Linked DNA regions of Mus musculus: regions 2, 3, 4, 5 and 6 are each linked to region 1. A link is a contact called in public HiChIP or PLAC-seq and promoter capture Hi-C data. All regions are on one chromosome and are shown on one strand. Each heading gives the region's core, a stretch centred on a gene start, on an enhancer-like site or on the middle of the called end of the contact. The rest is flanking DNA. Distances are from core to core; before and after follow the strand shown. Region 1 holds the start of Hsd11b2 (hydroxysteroid 11-beta dehydrogenase 2). Region 2 holds the start of Tmem208 (transmembrane protein 208). Region 3 holds the start of Acd (adrenocortical dysplasia). Region 4 holds the start of Fhod1 (formin homology 2 domain containing 1). Region 5 overlaps Ctcf (CCCTC-binding factor). Region 6 holds the start of Plekhg4 (pleckstrin homology domain containing, family G (with RhoGef domain) member 4).

Region 1 (3,580 bases), core at 608-3,107:
GGCGGGGGAAGCTTGACTATTCCCCCTAGGACTCTGCTTTCTCTCTCTCTCTCTCTCTCTCTCTCTCTCTCTCTTTTTCCTACCTTAGGGAAAGTACTTAAAGTGGCTGAGGCTGGAAAAACTGTAGCTGGATTCTAAGGAGGATAACTTAGTTAAAGCAAGGCATGTCATTCATTTCTTGACCTGGACAATTGACTCAGAACAACCGGAGTCAGTGGGTTTAGAAAAGGATTGTTTCTCTGAGTTCCTAGAAGCAAGAAGAGGAGACAGAAGCTATAGGAAGCACACGTAGCACATACACACTTATGTGCAAGCACACATAAGGTCATACATGACACAGGGCATAGAACCCCATAGACACAGATATAAAAGAACTCAAAGCCACACACCCAAGGTCAGGGACACACAGCTTACTCAGGCAAGTCCTGACACCCAGGCCAGGGTTCCACCATTGTCCATATTTATAGACAGAGGATGGGTGGATGGAAACACACGAGTGACTCTGAGTGGGGACAGAGGAGTGACTCTGAGTGGGGAACAGGGGTCTTCATGCAGAGTTCTTCCTCTCAAGAGAGTCTGGACACCAGCTCCTTCCCGAAGAGTTCACTGGCTCTTCAGGAACCCACACCCGGATGGAAGGGAGGGCTTTGAGTGTTTACATGAAACACTGGACCGGATTCTGGATACAGGGAAGAGAATGAACCGCAGGACAGAGAGCTGTGATAAGGAATCTATGACCCTCTCAGGACCTAGAAAGGATAGAGATGAGGAATGGGGAGGTGTGTGTGTCAAGGGGGGAAGGTCTGGGGGTTCACAGACGTAGGGATCTCCACAGCTCGGCTTTGCTCCTCGCTCTGCACTTAACCCCCAGTGCCTGCCAGAGCCCTGGCATGCATGTTAGGCACAGGTTGCCAGACACGGGGGTGGCGCAGGGTGCCAGGCCACACACAAACAAGGACCTTCATACACACAGGGAGGGAAATGCACCCACACACTACTTAATTCATCCCCTGGGGACTCAGTGTAGCAGATCAGGGACCACCCTGTCCTGACCCTTCTCCCAGGTCTTCCCATTAACTGGTTCCTGGGGAGGGGGTAGATGAAGCTAAAGAAAAAAGGAGACCTTGATGCCTTCATTGACCTTTCCATCTCTGTCTTTCTCTGTGTGTTTCTGTCTCTCTGTATGTATGTCTCTCTCCTCCTCCTCCTTCCTCTCCCTCCATCCCCAGTTCTAGACTATGGAAGAAAATGAAGTGAAACAGAACCCCCCTTCTCTCCTAGCTGTGGCTGAGAACTACCCAGGTGAGAGTGCACATTTGGGCGTGTGTACCAGGGACCTAAGGCCATGCCTGGCACTGCATGCGGGGGCGGGTGTGGCTGGCAGCAGACTCTGGCTGCTTCCATGCAGTGTTCTGGAAGTCATGGCAGTCACAGCCACAGCAATGTGGAATACTTGAATGAAAGTTGGTGGTGGTGGTGCTGATGTTGGTGGTATGTGTGTGTTAAGTATCCCTGAGGAAGCGTGAGCAGGATGTGCACTCCTGAGCTCGGAGGCTCAGAGTCCTTGGCATGCCAATAGGCGCACAGGAGTGAATGAGATGTAAGGCACAGGGTTGGGCAGACTGGCCCTTTCCCGGGCGAAGCTGGCGACTGACGGCTCCGCCTCATGCAACTTGGGGACTTTGTTCCGGCTTCTTCGAAAACGGATCTAGACAGGGGGGCTGGGCGGGGGGGCACCTGCCTGGCGTGGGGTGCTAAGATAGAAGTGGAGGAAAGCCCCACCCTAGCCCCGCCTTCGCACCGCCCCAACCCCGCCCCCAGGGCGCTTTATAAGCTGGGTCCGAGGACCCCGCAAAGAAAGCGAGTATCCCTCCCACCCCAGGCCGGTGTTCCTCTGCATTCCGTGTCCTAGCCTCGAGTCCCTCTCGGCGCTCCCCAACCAGGCCCCCGCCCCGCCCCAGCCCGGCCCCGAAGTCATGGAGCGCTGGCCTTGGCCGTCGGGCGGCGCCTGGCTGCTGGTGGCTGCCCGCGCGCTGCTGCAGCTGCTGCGCTCAGACCTGCGTCTGGGCCGCCCGTTGTTGGCGGCACTGGCCCTGCTGGCTGCTCTCGACTGGCTGTGCCAGCGCCTGCTGCCCCCGCCGGCGGCACTCGTGGTGCTGGCTGGTGCTGGCTGGATCGCGTTGTCCCGCCTAGCGCGCCCTCCTCGCCTGCCGGTGGCCACTCGCGCGGTGCTCATCACCGGTGAGTGTGCAGAGCGCAGGGACTCCAGGCTGGAGGGCGGGACCGCACACCTAGAGGGTTTCCCTTGGGCGCCATCAAGGGGAACTCCGCAGCTCAGACGTAAGAGTCCTTCTCTAAACGCAAGAAAGTGAGCCAAGTAGGAAGCTCCGGGCACCTCACCAAGTCTGGGTTAACTACCTGCGACCGCGAGGATTATTGGTGAGAAAGTAGAGAGTGGGCAGGTGCTCAAAGGAAACTAGTGACTGAAAGAGGAGAAACTTAGTTTATGCTGAGCTCCTTAAGAGATCAGGTGTGGAGCAGAAGACAGTACTTTAGGGGACTTCAGAAGACCCGAGACGGGGATAATGCCATCTCTTGAACTCTGCCTGACATCCCCCACATCACTAGAACACAGTATCTGCTATTCTCTGGGGGCAGAGTGCTTAGATGGTGAGTTCTGCTCCCCGACCTCCTCTGGCTGGAATCCTTGGAGTTCAGAACCGCCTGAGTTCACAGCAGCTGGAGAGTAGCTGCTTCTTAGATCCAGCTACCCACTGCCAAAACTGCAGCCGCCTGCAGTCTACACCTAACACCTCATCCTGCCCAGCCCTGGGTGCCCAGGAAAGGGTCCTCAGAGAGCTGGACTCAGGTGTCTCTAGTGCCTGCCTGTGCTTTCTTTGTCTGGAGCAGGGAATAAATCTGTCATCAGGAGGGAAGGGGAGGGGAGGGGGGCTGCAGACCCAGCAGGAAATGGGGAGGGGGAGGAAGGCCAGGGGGCATTGGTCCATTGCATGGGGGGAGGGGCAGCTGTTTCTCCCCCAACCACCATGGCTTCTTGGAGGTCTTGGTCCTTTATGGGTGGTCTGCATGATAGGATAGGGCCGGGAGACTTTAGGAGGAAATCCTTGAACTGGACCTTGGAGGGAGTTGGGTAGTGACAGGTGGAATCTGAAAGGTGTCTTGGATCCTAGAAAGGGCGTGAGACAAAGGTTTAAGACAGAAAGAAATAAGCACGGTTTGGGAAGGGGACAGTCAATAACCAGTCTGGCTGGGGGGGGGGGGGGATGTGAAGTTTCCTTGGGAGGAGACCCGAATGTCAGGTGAGAAACCAGATTGCACTAAGGTGATATGGCTTCGGAAGAGAGGGTGGAGGTTGAGTAGGACTCAGGTGATATGGAAGAGACTTCCAGAGTGAGTGTGAAGCCACGGCAAGCCCCCCCCCCCCCCCCCTTTCAGGAGCCTGAGGAAGGAAAGCTACTGAATTCCCTTGAAATGAAGCAGGGACTCGTTATAGGCTCTGCCTTCAAACATGGAACAGATCTCTTCCTGTCCTGTGTGAGCGGCTTTCACCAGATCCTAT
Region 2 (3,580 bases), core at 346-2,845, 190 kb before region 1:
CAATGGAGCTAGATTCCTTTTACAGTTTCCTTCTATGTTCAGCCTTGCTAATCCATATATAGTCCAGTTTCAGTGCCCCTCGTGAAAAACCTGGGTTCACCACTAATCTCACAGTCCAGACCTCCATGCCTGGTTGGGCCTGCTGCTCCCAGAACACCCCCAGCCCATCCTCACTACCAACACAGCATCTCTTTTCCCGTATGTGGGGCTCTTTCTGCAAAGTCCTTCTACAGTGACTTCACTAGCCCCGCTGTGTTTTCTCCTTTCTTCTCAGATGCTAAGTACATACGCAGTACTCACCCAGTATTTACTGGACTAAAGATAGTCCTTTGCCTCTACTTTCACCAAAGGTTTGCTCAGGGAAGGGGTGGGGGATAAAGGAGATTACTATTCAGAGGAAAATGACTAGGACCAGAGAGGAGAGACATGAGGAAGAGTATGGATGGGACTGGGATGACTAAGCCCCCATCCCTAGGGGGCTAAGAGGGAAGACTGGACTAAGAGAGTGGCTGACCTATCTTCTGAATGATCAACCCTGGGAGCCATGCTAAAGGACAACATGTCTTAATGGAAAGGATCATACATAATTCATTATCCTGAGAAATGCCTTTCTAGCACTAGAGGAGTAGAGATAGGGGTGGAGTGGTCATCCCATGAGAGCACCCCAAAAGATTACTACTACTGGTAACCCATGGGGTTTACAGGGATGAATAGATACCTTCTGGGGCCAAAAGGGAATAGGATGTCACGACTCAAGGGAAAAGGCCTGACTTCCTAGGGCAACGAGAGGGGGTTGCCAACCCTCAGGGCAAAATGGATAGAGAAGCCATTTCAAAAAAGGTGCAAGACACAAAGCCTGCATCTGTATCTCCTTGCCCCTGGCTAAAGGAACAAACACCCCATGGGGTTGAATAATACAGGGGCAGCCATCACTAGGGGTCTAGAATGAGGAGCAGGCTTGTCTTACATTAAGGACATTGGGTATGGTCCCCAGAACTAGGGGGCGGGAGCAGTCTATTTCCAACTGCGAGGACGGTGGGGGAGGGGTGGAGGAAATGGAACGACCATTCCAAGGGGCCAATGGGGATAAAATTGATTACCCTTCAGGGACGGTGGAGCGGACATCTTCTAGAACTGAGGGGGAGGGAACGGCCATCTCAAGGGAAAGGGATGGGCAGTGAGTCCGTCCTCATTGAGGTGACAGAGCAGCCATCTTCTGGGGCCAATGGGTAAAGAGGGAATGGTATCCCAACCGAAGGGGTCGAAGTGGCCCCAAAGAGGACCGTTACCCAGAGTTTTCAGGTCGTGGGATCCGCCGGGCGGCTCGTTTCCGCCTGGCGGGAGGTGCCGGGCGAGCTGTCAGATAGCCTTTCCCCAAAGCTCGGGACCCCGAAGGCGGGGCCTGTCCCCGACCAAGGCCTGAAGGACCGCTCGCTTCCTCTCACCTCCAGAGGCAGCGAGTCCGCCATCGCAGTTCTGCCGTCTCCGCCCCCACGCAAGGTTTTCTGGGAAGTGTAGTCCCACCGACTCAGGGGGCGGGGCTTCGGAAGGAAATGAAATCCACTTCCGCCCAGGAGCGAACGATTGCGCTCTTTACCGGAAGTGCATGTGCTGCCGATGTGGTGTCTACTGACTGCAGTTCCAGTTACTCGCCCTTGTTTCAGTGGCTGGGTGTCTGCTGCGCACCATGGCGGTAAGGGACAAGGCGTGGTCTGCACCGGCAAAGCTTTCCCGATGTTGGGAAAGTAAAAACAGAAGGGCTCGAAGGCATAAGGCACTGGGCCAGAGAGGGGCGCCACCCAATGGACTGTGCTAGACCGAACGGGATGCGGGGAGAGTGGCCGTGCAGGACTACACCAGGACTAGTGTTGGAGGCTAGGGCGGGCGCGGGCGAGGGTAGTTGCCAGTTCCAGATCTAAACCACTACCCCAGAGGGACGCCATTAAGTTCCGCTGGAGTTTTCCCGGAGAGGATCTCAACCCAAAGCTGAACCTTACGAGGAAAGCCAAAGAAGATACTAACGTAATTTGAATTGTTTTGGGGTGAGCATTAGGCGATCATAACTGGGGGTACAGTAAAGTCGGTGTCCTAACTATATTAGGAAGATGGACTAGAGGAGTGGTCGGTATCTCAGGGATTGCTAGGGTTGACAAAGCACGCTAAGGACTTGGCTGCGGGGTAGATAAAGCTGCAGGTAACCAGGCTGGTACAGGGAGTGAGGAGGACTGAGGCAAAACAGCTCTGACAGCATCTCACCAACCCTCCGCAGCCCAAAGGAAAAGTGGGTACCAGAGGGAAGAAACAGATATTTGAAGAGAACAAAGAAACTCTCAAGTTTTACCTTCGGATCATACTGGGAGCCAACGTAAGTTGCTTGCCTTGTGCTTTCTCTGCCCTCTCATTCCTATCTGATTAGGAGCGCTGGCAAATGACAGCCAAGGCTCCAAAAGAGAACGTTGTAAAGAAATGAAGCCAGGCAGACACCAGCCTGTAATCCCTGCACCAGGGAGGCTCAGGCAGAAAGATGGGCGGTTTGAAGTTAGCTTTGAGTAACAAAGAAATCCTATCTCAAAAAAAAAAATTAAAAATAAAAATAAAAAGGGGTGATGGGGTTAATAAGTGAAGCTGGCCATAGTGGCATATAACTGTATTTCTAGCTATTTGGAAGACTGAGGTCAGAGTGTTGAGTGGTAACCAGAGCCCCACAGAAAGACTGAAGTCTCATTCGAGAGAGTGAGAGCAGGTGTAGCGCCGTGGTGGAGCCCTTGGCTAGGCTCTGCCAGCATCGCCAGCAAACACTGCCCTCCTCCCCCCAAAGTATCCAGGGACTGAGTGGTCAGAGCACTTGTCGCTCTTACAGAGGACCTCGGTTCCACTCCAGGGGCACCACATGGTAGCTCGAAACCTTCTCATTGAGTGGATCCAATGCCCTCTTGTGACCTCTATGGTACCAGGCACAGCGTCAGGCACATGGTGCACATAGATACATTGCAGGCAAAAACACTCATACATGTAAAATGTATTTTAATTTTAAACCATTTAAAAAAAAAAAGTAGCCAGGCACAGAAGAAATATGAACTAGACATAGAAGCAAAACATGAAGAAATGAAGGGGAAACAAAGCAAAACAACAATAAATAAATAAAAAGTCCCAGCTGAGATTTGTTATACTGAGGCCATACCAAGCTTATACATGTTATACTAAGGCTACTCTTCCTGGACAGATATGAGTCTAAGCGCTATCTGACTCAGAAAGCAGAGGTCTTCCACCACCAGGTTTCTTCCTCCTAGTCTGGCCCAGTTCTCGGTCAGAGTTGAGGAAAGCCCATAATTTGCGGGGTGGGGGGCTGGCCTTCAGCCCTAACCTGATCGTGTTTGTGTGCTTGCAGGCCATCTACTGCCTTGTAACCTTGGTCTTCTTCTATTCCTCTGCCTCATTCTGGGCCTGGGTAAGTATCCTGGGAAAGGAGTGTGCACGCGCGCGCCCGTGCATGAATGGTCAGTGGTGCCAGCCTGTGACATTCTCACTCTTGTCCTACAGATGGCCCTGGGCTTTAGCTTGGCCGTGTACGGGGCCAGCT
Region 3 (3,580 bases), core at 613-3,112, 180 kb after region 1:
CCACCCCCCTGTCCCCATTCAGTTCTTACCCCGAGCCTTCTGACTGGAGCCTGTAGAACTCAAAATCTGCTCCTCACCCTCAGGGATGTGCAGCAATGAGCCAGACACAGTGAACACAGCTTTTCCCTGCGGGACACGAGAGAGGGAGAGAGCTCAGCATGGCAGTTGCCTAACCCTCCCTCTGAAACCTCCCAGAAAAAGCCCAGCACTGACCAAGGCCTGGGAGCCAGAGGTGATCCAGTCGGTGAGGGGGGTGGTTGTACAAGGACCTTTCAGCACCAGGCAGCTCTTAGCTAGACACACTAGGGCTCCCCGATGATCCTGGTCCTCCCTCACCTCATCCAGAAGCTGGGACAGGGTTAGGCCTGGGGCCAGCATTTTAGCCGAAGGATTGAAGTTGCAACAAGAAGGAAGGGTAAGTGAGAGATTTCAGTGACTTACTGAGGAACCACAGAGGGAGTTAGGTAGGGTTACCGGGGAAACCCCTACCAGTACCTGCACTGGAAGAAGCAGACTCTGAGAGGTGGTCCCTAGAGAAACAGTGAAGACTTCTCAGGGACAGCTCTGATGCCAATCTACCCAGCTCTGCCACCCGTGACCATACCGCGCACAGCCTCAGGGCCCAACCCCAAACTTACTCAAGACACTCATTGAGTTTTCTCTGCACATCTGAATCCTGATTGCTGGGAGAAAGAGGAGGGTGGTAGGTGATCAGGGTTATTGATGCCCATCCCTCTCACCTGAAGATCTATGCCAAGTGCGCGTGAAGAGACAAAAGGTGGAAGCTTCATTTAACTGTTTTGTTTTGGGGAGAGGAATATGGAGAGATTTAGACTGAAGCCCTCAGGACTTCAGCCATGCGAAGCCTGTAGTCTGCCACTGAGCTACATCCCCTTCCCTTAAAGGGACCACTTACCAACCAGTCACCTGTATCCGGGGCTGCTCCGTGGGCAGCAGGTTAAAGCGATCCACCTGGAGGTAGAACTCCGCAGGCTGGAGGAGTTGGGGAGTGGTGTCTCAGGAGTGGTGACAAAGAGCTAGGTACAGTAACCAACCCGCCCAAGTGAGCCTTACCACTCACCGCATGGTCCTGAGCCACCTGAACGCGGAGCCCGCAGGCCTGCAGTAGCAGGAGCCGGCCCTCGGTCCCGCGGAATCCGAGCTCCTTCTCCTCCCTGCGGCGAGCACAGCCCTCATTGTCCAGAGCACAGGCACAAACCCCCATACGCCTGGGGAATGAGCTTTCCCCACTTCTCCAGTACCCGCCCACTTCAGGTTCAATGCCCCACTAGCCAGCTGGCCTCCCACCTTCCGCTGACAAGTAGCACTTCTCTTACCAGTCGGAGGTGTCGATGGCGTTGCGCGTCACCACGCATCGGACACTGTGGGTTCCGTCTGACACAAGTAACACGGCCCCGGTGTCAGGTGTGTCAGGGGCGGAAGAAGGGCCGGGAGTCTCCGAGTCCTGGAGTACCTAACACAACAGTAGTGGCTAGTGTCAATTCACTCCCGCCTTCTCTACCCGGGTCTCTGGGATCTGAGCGACCTGCTTACCTTGAGCAGCTGCCCGGTTCGTGGACTTGACAGTGTTTCTGAACCTAGGATCAGCTCTCGAATCCAGGGCTGTAGGGCCAGCAACCCTGAATCGGACATTAGCAGGGCGGCACCCTGGGCGACCCCCAGGAAAGGGTCTTCCCGCGAGCACCGCCGCTCCGCCTCTAGCGGGAGAGGAAGCACGTGACCGCCAGGCGGATCCTAAGTTTGAGACTCCGCCCCCCTCGCGGTTCTGCGCCTGCGCAAGCTCTTCCCGGGTCCTGCTGACTGACCTAGCTGCTGGCTGATGACAGTTTATTCTTACCGGGGCATCTCTCTGAGCCCGTGAGCTGTTCCTCAGTACAACTCTAGAGCCGGAAAGGAAAAGGCAAGGACTAGATTGGATGAGAGCGATCCAGGTTAGGAGGCTGCAGCAGAGAATGGGGCCTGAAGCCACTTTGGCTCTGTGTAAGACCTCCAGAATTTTCCTAAAATGTTGCCGTAGTTTCCTTTACAAAATGAAAATGACAGCACGGACAACTTAATAAATGTTTGTTCCCTCATTCTGCCTTCGGATTGGTCGAGTCCTTTTTGGGACGCTCGAACCATAGCGTAATGACGTAAGAACAGAGAAAGCCCTCTCTGCCTCCGTCTCCGTTTCCTAGGAAACGTAGACTCCACGTTTCTCGGTGTCGCGTCCCCCTTGACGTCATGGTTTGGGTGGGAGGGCGGGGCGAGTGCTACCGCCAGGGGCGGGGCGGCTCGGGCCAGCGGGCCGGGCTGTGCACCTGCGCCTCGGCGGGCTGCTGTGGGGCACTGTCCCCCGCCCGCCAGGCCCTGCAATGGCCAGGCCGCAGAGGACTCCGGCGCGCAGTCCCGATAGCATCGTCGAGGTGAAGAGCAAAGTAAGGGCTTCTCTGGTCTCGGCTCTAGCCACTGCGCTAGGGCTCCTAATTCCCTTTCTCTCCCTTATTAGTTCCTTGGCTCTCCATCACCTCTTTCTGTCCTCCATCCTCCGTCCTATTCTGCTTTTCTGTCTGCCTCCCCTCATCGCATCCTCCCTCCCACTACGGACTTCCAGAGTCCCTCTGTGGCCTGGGTATGTGGAGAGCAAGGGAAAGACCTTGGACAGTGTCCCTTGTACTGGAGCTGAGGTTTAAGCCTAAGGCTGCAGCTGTTCCAGCAACCTTTCCCTCTCCTGACAGCCTCAGTGCTGTGGTGAGAAAGGGGCTTGGGATGTCCTGACACTCCGTTCCCTTTCCCTCCCGCCTCCAGTTTGACGCCGAGTTCCGACGCTTTGCACTACCCCGCACTTCGGTGAGAGGCTTTCAGGAGTTCTCGCGATTGCTGTGTGTGGTACACCAGATCCCTGGCCTGGACGTCCTGCTTGGCTATACGGATGCTCACGGTGACTTGCTGCCCCTCACCAACGATGACAGTTTGCACCGGGCCCTGGCCAGCGGGCCCCCACCTCTGCGCCTCTTGGTTCAGAAACGGGGTGAGGATGGGGTACAGTGGGCAGCTTTCTTGGGTTAGGGTGATAGGACAGGTATATCAGGGTAGATCATACCCAGGGCCCCCAGGCTTTATGTTCTGTAGCCTCTGCCCTTGGTCTGACCTCCAAGTAGCAGGAAAACAGTTGACATTGTCCCTATCACAGGCCCAATTGGGAGAAGTCTCTAATCTTAGTCCCCCCCCCTCTCCTGCAGCAGAAGGTGACTCGAGTGGCCTGGCTTTTGCCTCCAACTCTCTACAAAGGCGCAAGAAAGGGCTCCTGCTACGACCAGTGGCACCTCTGCGCACCAGGCCACCCTTGTTAATCAGCTTGCCCCAAGATTTCCGCCAGGTGTCTTCAGTTATAGATGTGGACCTACTACCTGAGACCCACCGACGAGTGAGGCTGCACAAACATGGTTCAGACCGTCCCCTGGGCTTCTACATTCGAGATGGCATGAGTGTTCGCGTGGCTCCCCAGGGCCTGGAGCGGGTTCCAGGTATCTTCATCTCCCGCCTGGTACGTGGGGGCCTGGCTGAGAGTACAGGGCTG
Region 4 (3,580 bases), core at 529-3,028, 170 kb before region 1:
CAGGCCTGGTCCCACTGTGAAGAAGGGTCTAGAGTAAGAGAAGTATCGTCTGCTCTCTAGCCTTATACATGCATGGATTTGTGATACTGGGGATCGAACCCAGGGCCTTGCACATACTAGGCAAAGTGCTACCGTCTCCGTCATCACCTTATTCCTGGCCACGGATTTTCATTAGTATTGCGGGTAAGTGGACTCAGTTCCACACCCCTTTCTCCCTGGTCTGTCTAAACAGTTGCAATTCTGCACCCTTTTCTCTGTAGTCCGTATACTAAATGCCAGGTGACCTCAGACTGGGCAAGCTTCCTCCAGACCCCTCTGAACAGAGCAGTAGAAGAACACAAAGTAGACTACGCAGAAAACTCTGGAGGTGGGCAGTATGCTGCATTCTTCCAGCTGTGGTCTTAAAGAGCTGGGGCTCTGCCTGGCCACTGGCCACTCCCCAGGCCAAGTTTCGCCGACCCCCTCCTGACTGCACTTGGAGGCAGGGCTGGCTGCAACGCGAGGAATGCAGTTTAGAGGCCTGGAGCCTAGGGCACATTCCAGGGGAGACCCCGGGGCTAAGGGCCATGTTTACGCAACCCCGCGCCCAATTGTGGCACCCCATCAACTCCCTCCCATCTCCCTCACAGCTCCCAGCTAACCCGCAGGTCAGGAACCCTGGGGGGTGGTAGTGTGTATGCCTCTGGGAGTCCTGGCCCGGAAAAAGCAAGCCGGAAAGGGATGCCTGCGGGGAGGTGGAGGGGAGGCCAGCAGGAGGGGAGGGGTGGTCCTGCTGGACATACGGAAAAATGCCTCTCTAACTGAGCAAAGTCGGCCTAGGAACGTCGGCAACTAGGGTAGGCCAGCGGTTTAAAATTAGACTGATCCACCCCCTCCCTTCCAGGCGTAGGCCACCAGCGGCGGGCCTAAGGGACCATGGGGGCGGTGACGCAAAGGGCTTTCCCACCCGGGCAGCCTCCCATGAGCGCACGGCCGCTTCCAAGGGACTCCTCTCATCCTGGCTGGGACTCCAGTCTTCAACAGCGCTGGAGAGACTGTATTCCAAGGACCCAACCCAGCCGGTAGCCTCGATCCCTTCTATGATTGCTCCCTAAACCCGCCCCTCTTTGGGGCCCCGCCCCCGACTACCTGGAGCAGGTGGAAGTCTGTCCCTTCCCAACTCCACTTCCCCAATCCGCTACAACCACAGCAGCAACCCTGGCAAAGAGGCAGCGAGGGGACTCCAAGCACCTCTTCAGGAGGGCCTAACTTTCAAGGGAAGCCCGAGTGGAACAAATCACAAACTCTCATTTGGCTTCTATACTGTCCCCTCAACTTGAGTCTCCCCCTGTAGGCAGAGGAGCATAGACCTTAGGACCCCGGCCGGAGACTTTTCTGGAGGCGAGCACCCGCCCGTGACGATCTCTCTCCTAGAAGCACTGTCTGTCCACCGCCCACCTCAACCTCCGCAGCGCCCCTCACCTTAAGAGGCGCCCCCAGGAGTCGGTGCAGAGCAGGGATCTGCGCACTCAGGGGCAGAGCCCCGTCCAGGCTGCAGGTGGGGGCCCGGCGTGGTTCCGGGAAGTTGGCACAAGCGAAAGGGTCGGTGTCTTCCAGGTACTGCACTCTCACAGTTACCACGGATACTGGGTCCCCATCCCCGCGCTCTTCCTCGCCCGCCATGGCTCTGCCACCGGCTACCGCTGGACGCCTCTTGTGTCCCCTGCAAATGCTGCAACTTCAACTCGACTAAACTTTGCTGTTAGGGCCGGGCCAGGCTGGGCCGGACGCTCGCGGCTCGAGGGGCGGAGCCAGATGAAGGTAGGACCAAGGAAGGGGGTGGAGCCAAGACTGAGCGGCGAGCGCGCGCTCGGGGTTAACCACCGCCGGAGGCGGCGCTTGGGCCAGCCACTCAGAGAGCTGGTGATCCCGTTAGTTCCATTGCTAGGAGGGCGGGAAAACCCGAGCTCCCGCTCCGCCTCAGAGCAGAGGGCGGGGAGACTTTCTTTAGATTTGGTATGGGCGAGGCTGCAGCGGATCTTTGTAAGGATTTTTAGGGCAGATGGGGGGGGGGGGGTAAATCTCTTCGGATAATCTGGGTAGCTGGGCCACTCTCAAGGGACGAGATGGGACTAATTGCTAGCTTGAAAGACAAATGAAAGCATTTCTCTCATTTGGGGAAAGCAGTAAGAAGAATCTCTTTCAATGTGGAATAAGAAGTGGAAATAGATTTTATATTTGAAAGAAGAGGTGGATTCAGTCCCCTTTAGCTGTGGGGGCAAAAAAAAAGAGGACGGGTGCTCTTTCTCGAAAAAGAATGGGATGAGTCACTGTGAGGAGGCAGGTAGCACATGTTTTTTCGGCTTGGGTGATGAATGAAAAGTGGAGACATTCTTCGGTTTGGGGCGAGATGAGTCAAATGCCCCAAGTTGTTCCTAATTTAAAGGGAATTCCATAAGGTCCTCTCAGATCCATGGAATAGGCAAACAGTTCCCTGTAGTTTGAAGGAAAGGGAAGGCGGCGCCTCTGGGCTCTGGAGAGATGAGGAATAGCCAGCTTTTCAGCCTGGAAAGAGCCGGGTCCGTCCCGGCCTTGAGGTTTCTGGGTACGTTGAGAGCACCGTTGTCCATTAGGCTTTCTGGGTGTGCCCAGTGCGCGTGCGCAGCTGTGGTCCGGTAGGGGGGTCCCAGGTTTTGGAGATCGTGCTGGAAGGCGGCAGCGCACCGCCCCCTGCGGTTTTCTCAGCTTAGCACTGGGACCCGCAGCCTGAGCACCTGGGACGGGTGGCCCGCTGCTGGGCGGTGTTCTGCAGTAGCTGCGCTTGTCTCTGCTTCCCGAGACCCCCGTCCTTCTTGGTGCTCCGGGACGCGGTGGCTGGTCACCTTTCTGAATCCGGAGGAGAGGCGGTTTAGGAGAGCACACTCGAAAGAGTGGGTTTCAGGACTCGAGGGGTTAGGAGGGTTATGCTGGGGAATTTCCGGAGATGAGATTAACCTAGAAGAGATGGAGGAGGGGATCCTAACTGCTAGGATCCTGGGCAGGGTCTCGGGGTCCGGACCTGGCCTGGGGGTATCGGAGCTCGGATTGGGGGGAGTGAGCCCCACGTGCCTGTGACGCGGGGGCGCCGGGTAGGCGGCGGCAGCGGCGGCGGCGGCGGCGGCAGCGACGCGGGGCCGGCGGCCGTGCAGTGCCCGGAGGACAGCAAGATGCTGAGCGCCGCACTGCTTCTTCTGCCCGGGTTGCCCCTGGCGGGGGCGGGGGCCACAGAAGAACCCACCCAGGAGTCCGGGCCGTTGGGTGAGCCTCCTCCAGGCTTGGCGCTCTTCCGCTGGCAGTGGCACGAGGTGGAGGCGCCCTACCTGGTGGCCCTGTGGATCCTGGTGGCCAGCTTAGCCAAAATCGGTGAGTGTGTGTGTGTGTGTGTGTGTGTGTGTGTGTGTGTGTGTGTGTGTGTGTGTGTTCGCGCGCCCGCACGCCAGGCTAGCGGCCCGCAGAGGACCCGCCCCCAAGCCCCTAGGTCTCCAGATTTGCGTCTTGCATTGTGCGGGGACTTAGGCTCCAATTCCACAAATCTGGGTTCTCTCCCATTTCCTGCTCTCTT
Region 5 (3,580 bases), core at 604-3,103, 160 kb after region 1:
GAGCCCAGAGATGAGTGTATGAAGTGTGTGTACCATCTATCTCTTCCCCCCACCTCCCATGCTGGGATTGAGCCTGGTCCATAGAATTGGTCCTCTCGTCTTTTTGGGTTTTAGTTTCTCTTAGGGAAGAGACACTGGCTTTGCATATCATATGTTTATAATCCCAACATGGGCTGCTCTCCTCCGGAGCAGTCCTCCGACTTGCTCTTTCAGGGCTGCTCCTATTGTTCCTTAGTATATTAATTCATTTGTGGCACAGATCCTTTGGCTCTACTCTGTAGGAGGTGCCATGATGCAGTAGAGTTAGAAAAGTCTTTCCCTTTCTTTTAACTACTAACCTTCCTGGTTTTTCTTCTTAGGATAGAAAGGCAGCAGGGTGAAATTTCCTGTTATAAAACCAACTATAATATCCTTGTATCTATATTTACCTTCATCTTTCCTGTCCATCTTTAGGAGTTGGTGTGACTTTCTTTATCTGTTCTTTGTCCCTTCACCCTCAGCCCCACTTTTCTGTTTTCCTGACAGGTTTTCATTATTATTTTGTTTATCTTCACTCTCGTACTCCTGGATCTTTCTTTTCAAGTTGGTGTACTCCTTTCTCTCCTATCCACAAAAGAACTATTTTGGATAAGGCCTCATGGTATAGACAAGTTATCAAGCTACTCAAGAAGCTGAGGCAAGAGGATATGCCTTTACCCATGTAGGGAGACCCTGTCTCAAAGGTTTTTTTAAAAAAGAAGGCTGGTGACAAAGCTGAGTGCTCAAGTGCTTACCTGGTATGTGTAGGGCCCTGCATTCAATCTTTAGTACCACAAAAACATTTTTAAAATAACTTGAGTTTTTCCAAATGTATCCCACAACACTCATACACACTCCATACCATCCCATATTGCTGGAAATTAAATCTGGGTCATGTTGTGTGATAGGTAAGCTGTTTCTCACTGAGTTACATCTCTAGCCCTAGGTTTAACTCCCTTCCTCCCAGCCAGCCCTAATGAACAGTTTTGTCCCTTGTAGTCTTTCCTTCCCTGTGTTTATCATCCCTTTCATTTGCACTATCTACTGGCACTCCAGTAAAGGGCCTTGCTGAAACACTCCACTCATTTTATATGCTTCCCTAACAGTGCCTTACCCCAACAAACAAGTGGTGCACTGCACTCTCTGTAAAGCACTTTTTTTTCCTCGGCCTCCATGATTAAAGTGCTCTTGGGTTTCTCTCTTTGGTAGTTCCTCCCCTAGCCCCCCTTTTTAAAACTGGTCCCTCTTCTCAGTGGCCCTGACTCTTAGCCTAACCCAGGCTGGGTGTGGTGGTGAAGGCTTCTAATCCCAGCATTCAGAAGATGGTTAGGCAGTTATCTGTGAGTTCTAGGCCAGCCTGGTCTACATTGTAAGCTATTTGAATCATAGAGACCCTGACTCAACAGTGAAACAAGCCTGGCCATACGAGTTCTTACTCTTGGCCTTTTGTCTTAGTGACCTCATCAACTCCCTGGTTCCACTCCTGTTTTAGTACCAGACTATCCTTTTCTGTTCCCATCCCTATTTTAATGTCATTGTTTGGGATTCAGTATCTGTCAGACTATAGGTCTGGAATGACCTACACTTCCCTGCCAGAACAGACACAGCTTGGCCTTAATCCCTTTCCACTACTCCTCACCTCAGTACGTGGCTTTGTCTTCACTGGGTGTTATGTCCAGCACCCACGTTACTCTTCGCCTTTCCTCACATTTAGTCTCTGACCTCCATTGCTCCATTGCTCTCACTTCCTGGATTCCTCAGCACTTACGATTGCTTCCGGGTCCAGTGCAGGCCTCAGGCTTCCATCTTTGACCTGTTATCTCCCCATCTGTTGTTACTGTTGGATGGAGAAGGAGAAGGGTGGGGCCGAAACAGCACTAGGGTCTGACTCAGGCTCTCACCTACTAACCAAAGGTTTTACTTCTGATCTCATGTTCTTAAGAAGTAAATTAAATATAGTACTAATTTATTGAAATATTTAACTTGTGATTTTTCCAAGTTCAGCTTGGCTTTATATTTTGTTTGCAGGTGTCCACTTGCGAAAGCAGCATTCCTATATTGAACAGGGCAAAAAATGTCGCTACTGTGATGCTGTGTTTCATGAGCGATATGCTCTCATCCAGCATCAAAAATCACACAAAAATGAGAAGCGCTTCAAGTGTGACCAGTGTGATTATGCTTGTAGACAGGTAGGTGCTGTGTTAGTTAAAAAGCCATTGATGCTCTATCCATGTCAAGTATCATGACTAGTATGGTGGTTCTTTTTTTTTTTTTTTTAATTGAGATATGGTTTCTTTGTGTAATCTCTTTGTACATTAGGGTGGCCTTAAATTTAGAGATCCGGGCTGGTGAGATGGCTCAGTGGGTAAGAGCACCCAACTGCTCTTCCGAAGGTCTGAAGTTCAAATCCCAGCAACCACATGGTGGCTCACAACCATCCGTAATGAGATCTGACTCTCTCTTCTGGAGTGTCTGAAGACAGCTACAGTGTACTTACATATAATAAAAATAAATAAATCTTTAAAAAAAAAAAATTTAGAGATCCATCTGACTATTGCTTCCTGAGTGCTGGGATTAAAGGTGTGTGCTACCACACCCAACCTAGTAACTCTTTCTAAGAAGATTTTTCAGACAAGTATAAGGAATCATAGATGCTACTCTTTATCATTTGAATCTGGGTCTCCATATACATATACATTGGTCACAATTGATATTTTTTTTTTTTTGTTTTTGTTTGAGACAGGGTTTCACTATATGGACCTGGCTGGCCTGGAACTCACTTTGTAGACCAGGCTGGCCTTGAACTCAGAGATTCGCCTGCCTCTGTGGTGGGATTAAAGGTGTACGCCACCACCGCCCGGCAGTCATTCTTGACTATATAGTGAATTAGAGTCCAGCCTTGGCTACATGAGACTATGCCTGGAATAAAAGCAAACCAAAAAAATCCCAAGGGCATTCAGTCCAAGACTTGAGAGAAGAGTCTGGCCCCAAAATGATTCTTACACTGGAGTGAGCAGCTTTCTCTGCTGGGGTTTTAGGGACAACTTTGGCTTCCCTATGAAAAGACTGTTACCATCACAGCAAACATTGTTAACCCTTAAGGATGATAGCCCTGTGACTCTCGGAGGCCTTTCTGACAAGCAGTTCTGTTTCAGGAGCGGCACATGATCATGCACAAGCGCACTCACACGGGGGAGAAGCCTTATGCCTGCAGCCACTGCGACAAGACCTTCCGCCAGAAACAGCTCCTCGACATGCATTTCAAGCGCTATCATGATCCCAACTTTGTCCCTGCTGCCTTTGTCTGTTCCAAGTGTGGGAAAACATTCACCCGCCGGGTAAGGCTCAGGCTCCTGTTATGGCTCTTAATAGCACACACTTGATCTTCAGTTACAGAATGGAGTTGTGGCCACTGGAGTAATAAATGTAGGGATACTTTTGCCATTTGAAAAGTTATTCCTGGGGGCCTAGCGAACACAGAAGTGGATGTTCACAGTCAGCTATTGGATGGATCACAGGGCCTCCAATGGAGGAGCTAGAGAAAGTACCCAAGGAGCTAAAG
Region 6 (3,580 bases), core at 732-3,231, 150 kb before region 1:
TGCAGACCACACTGGCCTCAAATTCACAGAGATCTGCCTGCCCATACCTGTTCTCCCTATCCCCTTTTCCTGCCCCTCCCCCAGCCCCCATGCTTGGATTAAAGGCATGTGTGGTCACACCCACCTACTCCAAGGGTTTTGATTTAACAGGTCTTGGGGAAGCCCAAAAAGCTAGTGAGCACAGCTTGAGAATTAGGTAAAGCTATCAGGCATTTGCTCTGTAGGAGCAAGCAGGTCAATTGGCCACGCAGGGCAGTGATGGTGCTCGCCTTTGATCCCAGCACTTAGGAGGCAGAGGCAGGCAGATTTCTGAGTTCAAGGCCAGCCTGGTCTACAAAGTGAGTTCCAGGATAGCCAGAGCTATACAGAGGAACCCTGTCTCGAAAAACCAAAAAAAAAAAAAAAAAGTTTGGCCACTTGATTGGACAAAAATGACAGGGTGGTTATCTTACCTGGAATGAATGGAGAGGGGGGATCCAGATGTCATAGGCCTAGAGCTTGCTATTTAGGCTGGGCTGGCTAGCCCAGGATCTGCCTGCCTCTGCCTCCCCAGTGCTAGGATTACAAGTGTGCCAGCATGTTTAGCTTAAAAAAAAAAAAGTGTTCTGAGAATCAAACACAGGGCCTTATGCTATCCACAAAGCTATCTCCCTAGCTTCCCTCCATCTTAAAAAAACAACAGGATCTTGTTATGAAGCTCTGTCTTGTCTGGAACTTTTTTTTTCCCCTTTTTTTTAGACCTGGCTAGCCTTGAACTTGTGTATCGTCCAGCCCTTTCATCTCAAGCCCTAGATTAGAGGCATGCACTCTTTGGTCACAATGAGGGCCGTTCTACGTCAAAGAAGGTGGTCTGAGACAACAGGGTTTTAGTCAGCTCTGTTTCCCCATGCAGTCTGGGACCTAAGAGAAAAGGCTGTGATGCCCCTGGTGGCCTTGAATGCCACTCCCAGGAGCCTGGGTTTATTTGGGTCAAAGATGAGAGGGGTCTGGGAGGTTTGAGAAATCAGTTGCTTTGCTGATTACAGTGGTCCTGGCTTAAGGGACTTAAGTCATACACAGACTTAAGGGAATGTATCCCCAGATCTCCAAAGCTAAGGAGTCGCCTTTTCTTTTCTTTTCTTCCCTTTTCTTTCCTTATGGATGGATGTTGTCAAGAAAAGAGAGGTAGGGAGGGCTGGGGAGGGGGGAGGGCGGAGTGGGGGGGGGGGCTGTCCACATTCTACAATCTCAGTGGAAAAGACTTCTCTGAGTAGATTCAGCAACCAGCAGAACCAGAGATGGCCTTCGTGAGTCACTGTTCAGACTTGCAAGCTCAGCTCTGGAAGCCCGCTGTGGTCAGCCACCCCAGGTTGGCTCCAGGCCTAGCCCCCCACTGTCCCGCACTGGGCCAGTGTCTGTCCCTGTTGCTGTTCCATGCCTTTCCCATCCCAGATACGTGTGCCTCACAGCTCTCTGCCTCTTCTGTCTGAGTCTGTCTGTCAGTCATTTTCTCTAACCTTGGTTTCCACGTCACCCACGTGGGAAGAGTTCAGGACGGGAGGGGCGGTGTGACTAGTCTTAGATACCCCTAAATATTTATTCTGTGCCAGGCCTGACATACAGAGCTCGAAATATCAAAGTGGACAATATTCAGTCTGCCTGCTTACAGGGCACATTCTGTGTGGAGTGAGAAAACCACAGCCTAGTTCTGCCTCTGTCTCAGCACGCGTGCCTGCGCTCCCCCAACCGCCTGCTGTGTTCAGAGGGCCTGGGTCAGTTAGGGCCTGAGACCTGATGCCTCTTATTTGCTTCATCCCTGGGAAGGGTTATGTTCCTCCCGGGAAGTCCATCTTCTTACAGCTCCTGGGGGCCTGGCTAGTGGGTGGAGGTGAGCCTCAGAAGCAGGAGGGAGGGAAGGAGAGAGGGAGGGAGGGGCAATGACTCAGTGGGGGTGGCCTGGGACAAGAACCAAGGACAGAAGCCAAGACTGGACCTGATGCTCACTGAAGCTAGAGGAAGGAGAGATGGAAGACATGCCTAGGAGCTGGGGCTGGAGAAGGACAACTCCAAGGCCAGCCTTGCCCCTTGCTCTTCAGAATCTGCCTTAGAGTCAGAGATGGGTGGGGACGCCTGTTGTTTCTACCATGGCTGCAGCTGATAACTAGATTCATGAAGGAATCGCCTGACTTAGAGCCAGGGAAGGCATTATGTCCAGTGTCCTCTCCTCCCAGGGACCAAGGCCATGGTGTGGGGGCTACATGCCTTTGTCTGGTTGCACAGATAACCTTTTTCTTATGATCTTTCCACAAATTCAAGAGTGTTAGGCCAGGCCCACTTCCTCCAAAAGGACCCCAGACTTTAGAGTTAAGAACGAGTAGGGGTCTCCCAGCTATCCCAGTGTCTTTCATCAGTTCAAGATTCCCTAACGAAGGGTGAAGTGGGAAGGCAGGGCATGAACACAGATATCTGATCCATCCATCAGGATTTCCCTGGTCCATCGGGCAACCCCAGGAGAAAAGAATGCTTTTCTTGTCTTACAGGAGAGGAAGATGAGGTGCAAAGAGAAAAGGGTCCCTGGAACAGCCCACAAGAGGTGAGTGATGGAACCAGATCTCAGCTGGTCTCTGGCCCCAGGGCACCAGCTTTCTTAGCCACCCTTTTCTGTGGATAGGGAAAAAGAACTCAGGGAATGAGGGTTTGAGCCTTATGTATGTTGGCAGGCCTGGGTCAATTCCCACCCAGAGACATAGCTACCTACCCTCTTCACCTTCCGGGTTTAACAAGTCATGGGATGTCACCGTTTATCTCTAATTTATTTCTCTGTCTTTTTGTTGTTTGTTTTATTAATTAAACCTGGGGGCTCACACAAGTCAGGCAAGGGCTCTGCTACTGAGTTACACCTCACAGCCCATCCAACCTGTTCCGTGGTGGGTGGGCCTGAGAACCTGAAGGGGAGATTCAGGCTACAGAGGAGTGGTGGTCCCTCCCACTATCCGTGAAGATTATCCACACGCAGCTACCAGGGCATAGGGAGTCTCTCTGGAGACGGCCCCTAATCATGGACTCACATGTGTGTGTGTGTGAGTGTGTGGTGGTGGGTGGTGGGACAGCTCTGAGGACCACGAGGGCTTGAGTGGTCCTCATCTTGTACATGGAAGCTGGGCAAGTATTCCCATGTCCCATCACGGGAATGGTAAAGGAGCCTTGCCCTCCTCCCACAAGGGCGTCCTTTGCTTCGTGCAAGAGCCTTCTTTCCATCGGCAGAGCCACGGCTCACTCACCCTTTCAGACAGTTCCAGCTCTGAGCACAGTGAGCACAGTGGAATGAATGTTGCCGGGGTCGGCAGAATGAGAAGTCAAGGGAGGGCTCGCCAAGTCTCCGAGGCACTGAGAGTAGGAACCCAGCGGCCGGCGGGCGCGGATGCTCTAGGCAGGGGGCAGTAGGCGTGGTCCCAGCTCTCCTCCGCACCCTCGGCCTTGCAGAGCGGCGCCTTCCGGAAGAACCTGTGATTCGGTCCTCCAGCCCCTAGAGAGCGCCGCGTCCACAGCGGCCTTGCGGCCCTTCGAGCCACCAGAAGGTGGCGCCCTTGGAATCTGGGCA

Evidence for each region. Promoter capture Hi-C pulls out the DNA fragments that hold promoters and counts their contacts. HiChIP or PLAC-seq counts read pairs in DNA pulled down with a chosen protein or histone mark. Capture Hi-C pulls out chosen DNA fragments and counts their contacts.
Region 2: a contact with region 1 is called in a promoter capture Hi-C map of hippocampal neurons, with 2.7 times the contacts expected there. The contact joins the promoter of Tmem208 here to the promoter of Hsd11b2 in region 1. A contact is called at or near these places in 7 of 39 promoter capture datasets (3T3-L1-derived adipocytes, embryonic stem cells, hippocampal neurons and 3 more), 3 of 115 datasets of contacts at active chromatin or transcription factors (bone marrow-derived macrophages, double positive thymocytes and embryonic stem cells) and 2 of 9 other capture datasets (adipose tissue and pancreatic islet).
Region 3: a promoter capture Hi-C map of pancreatic islet shows a contact between it and region 1. The contact joins the promoter of Acd here to the promoter of Hsd11b2 in region 1. A contact is called at or near these places in 7 of 39 promoter capture datasets (cranial neural crest, embryonic stem cells, hematopoietic stem and progenitor cells and 2 more), 2 of 484 Hi-C or Micro-C datasets (embryonic stem cells and pancreatic cancer cells), 3 of 115 datasets of contacts at active chromatin or transcription factors (bone marrow-derived macrophages, memory CD8 T cells and pancreatic cancer cells) and 4 of 9 other capture datasets (adipose tissue, embryonic stem cells, liver and 1 more).
Region 4: an H3K4me3 HiChIP or PLAC-seq map of embryonic stem cells shows a contact between it and region 1, with 24 read pairs. The contact joins the promoter of Fhod1 here to the promoter of Hsd11b2 in region 1. A contact is called at or near these places in 9 of 39 promoter capture datasets (3T3-L1-derived adipocytes, the HPC-7 cell line, the SN4741 cell line and 6 more), 12 of 115 datasets of contacts at active chromatin or transcription factors (bone marrow-derived macrophages, double positive thymocytes, embryonic forebrain and 8 more) and 3 of 9 other capture datasets (adipose tissue, liver and pancreatic islet).
Region 5: a contact with region 1 is called in a promoter capture Hi-C map of trophoblast stem cells, with 3 times the contacts expected there. The contact joins the enhancer-like site here to the promoter of Hsd11b2 in region 1. A contact is called at or near these places in 5 of 39 promoter capture datasets (cranial neural crest, fetal liver, liver and 2 more), 2 of 484 Hi-C or Micro-C datasets (embryonic stem cells and nephron progenitors), 2 of 115 datasets of contacts at active chromatin or transcription factors (embryonic stem cells and memory CD8 T cells) and 3 of 9 other capture datasets (adipose tissue, embryonic stem cells and pancreatic islet).
Region 6: a promoter capture Hi-C map of pancreatic islet shows a contact between it and region 1. The contact joins the promoter of Plekhg4 here to the promoter of Hsd11b2 in region 1. A contact is called at or near these places in 6 of 39 promoter capture datasets (the HPC-7 cell line, cranial neural crest, embryonic stem cells and 3 more), 1 of 484 Hi-C or Micro-C datasets (muscle stem cells), 2 of 115 datasets of contacts at active chromatin or transcription factors (bone marrow-derived macrophages and pancreatic cancer cells) and 3 of 9 other capture datasets (adipose tissue, liver and pancreatic islet).

The regions. Positions count from the first base shown.
Region 1 is chr8:105,516,889-105,520,468 of GRCm38.p6, forward strand. Hsd11b2 (hydroxysteroid 11-beta dehydrogenase 2) reads left to right here and starts at 1,858. Exons shown (of 5, transcript NM_008289.2): 1 at 1,858-2,241. The coding sequence starts at 1,977.
Region 2 is chr8:105,324,782-105,328,361 of GRCm38.p6, forward strand. Tmem208 (transmembrane protein 208) reads left to right here and starts at 1,596. Exons shown (of 6, transcript NM_025486.3): 1 at 1,596-1,693; 2 at 2,270-2,365; 3 at 3,389-3,448; 4 at 3,541-3,580. The coding sequence starts at 1,688. Lrrc29 (leucine rich repeat containing 29) reads right to left here and starts at 1,487. Exons shown (of 7, transcript NM_001368408.1): 1 at 1,446-1,487. The coding sequence starts at 1,469.
Region 3 is chr8:105,699,366-105,702,945 of GRCm38.p6, forward strand. Acd (adrenocortical dysplasia) reads right to left here and starts at 1,863. Exons shown (of 11, transcript NM_001012638.2): 1 at 1,555-1,863; 2 at 1,338-1,474; 3 at 1,082-1,175; 4 at 917-993; 5 at 639-683; 6 at 496-530; 7 at 214-365; 8 at 30-126. The coding sequence starts at 1,653. It overlaps Pard6a (par-6 family cell polarity regulator alpha), which reads left to right and starts at 2,282. Exons shown (of 3, transcript NM_019695.3): 1 at 2,282-2,438; 2 at 2,809-3,031; 3 at 3,243-3,580. The coding sequence starts at 2,376.
Region 4 is chr8:105,346,192-105,349,771 of GRCm38.p6, forward strand. It overlaps Fhod1 (formin homology 2 domain containing 1), which reads right to left and starts at 1,779. Exons shown (of 22, transcript NM_177699.4): 1 at 1,462-1,779. The coding sequence starts at 1,662. Slc9a5 (solute carrier family 9 (sodium/hydrogen exchanger), member 5) reads left to right here and starts at 2,067. Exons shown (of 16, transcript NM_001081332.1): 1 at 2,067-3,381. The coding sequence starts at 3,186. Gm46049 (a long non-coding RNA gene) reads left to right here. Exons shown (of 4, transcript XR_003947441.1): 2 at 4-183; 3 at 261-647; 4 at 884-1,465.
Region 5 is chr8:105,672,823-105,676,402 of GRCm38.p6, forward strand. It overlaps Ctcf (CCCTC-binding factor), which reads left to right. Exons shown (of 12, transcript NM_181322.3): 8 at 2,047-2,207; 9 at 3,174-3,356. Among named protein-coding and RNA genes, the nearest start is that of Gm33578, 12 kb to the right of the region's middle. Within about 2 kb of position 1,854, at least 7 of the 459 cell types and tissues checked have an H3K27ac peak or open chromatin away from gene starts, as enhancers often do. A contact at or near this core is called in trophoblast stem cells, where this site is marked.
Region 6 is chr8:105,371,291-105,374,870 of GRCm38.p6, forward strand. It overlaps Plekhg4 (pleckstrin homology domain containing, family G (with RhoGef domain) member 4), which reads left to right and starts at 1,982. Exons shown (of 23, transcript NM_001364406.1): 1 at 1,982-2,572; 2 at 3,463-3,580. The coding sequence starts at 2,529.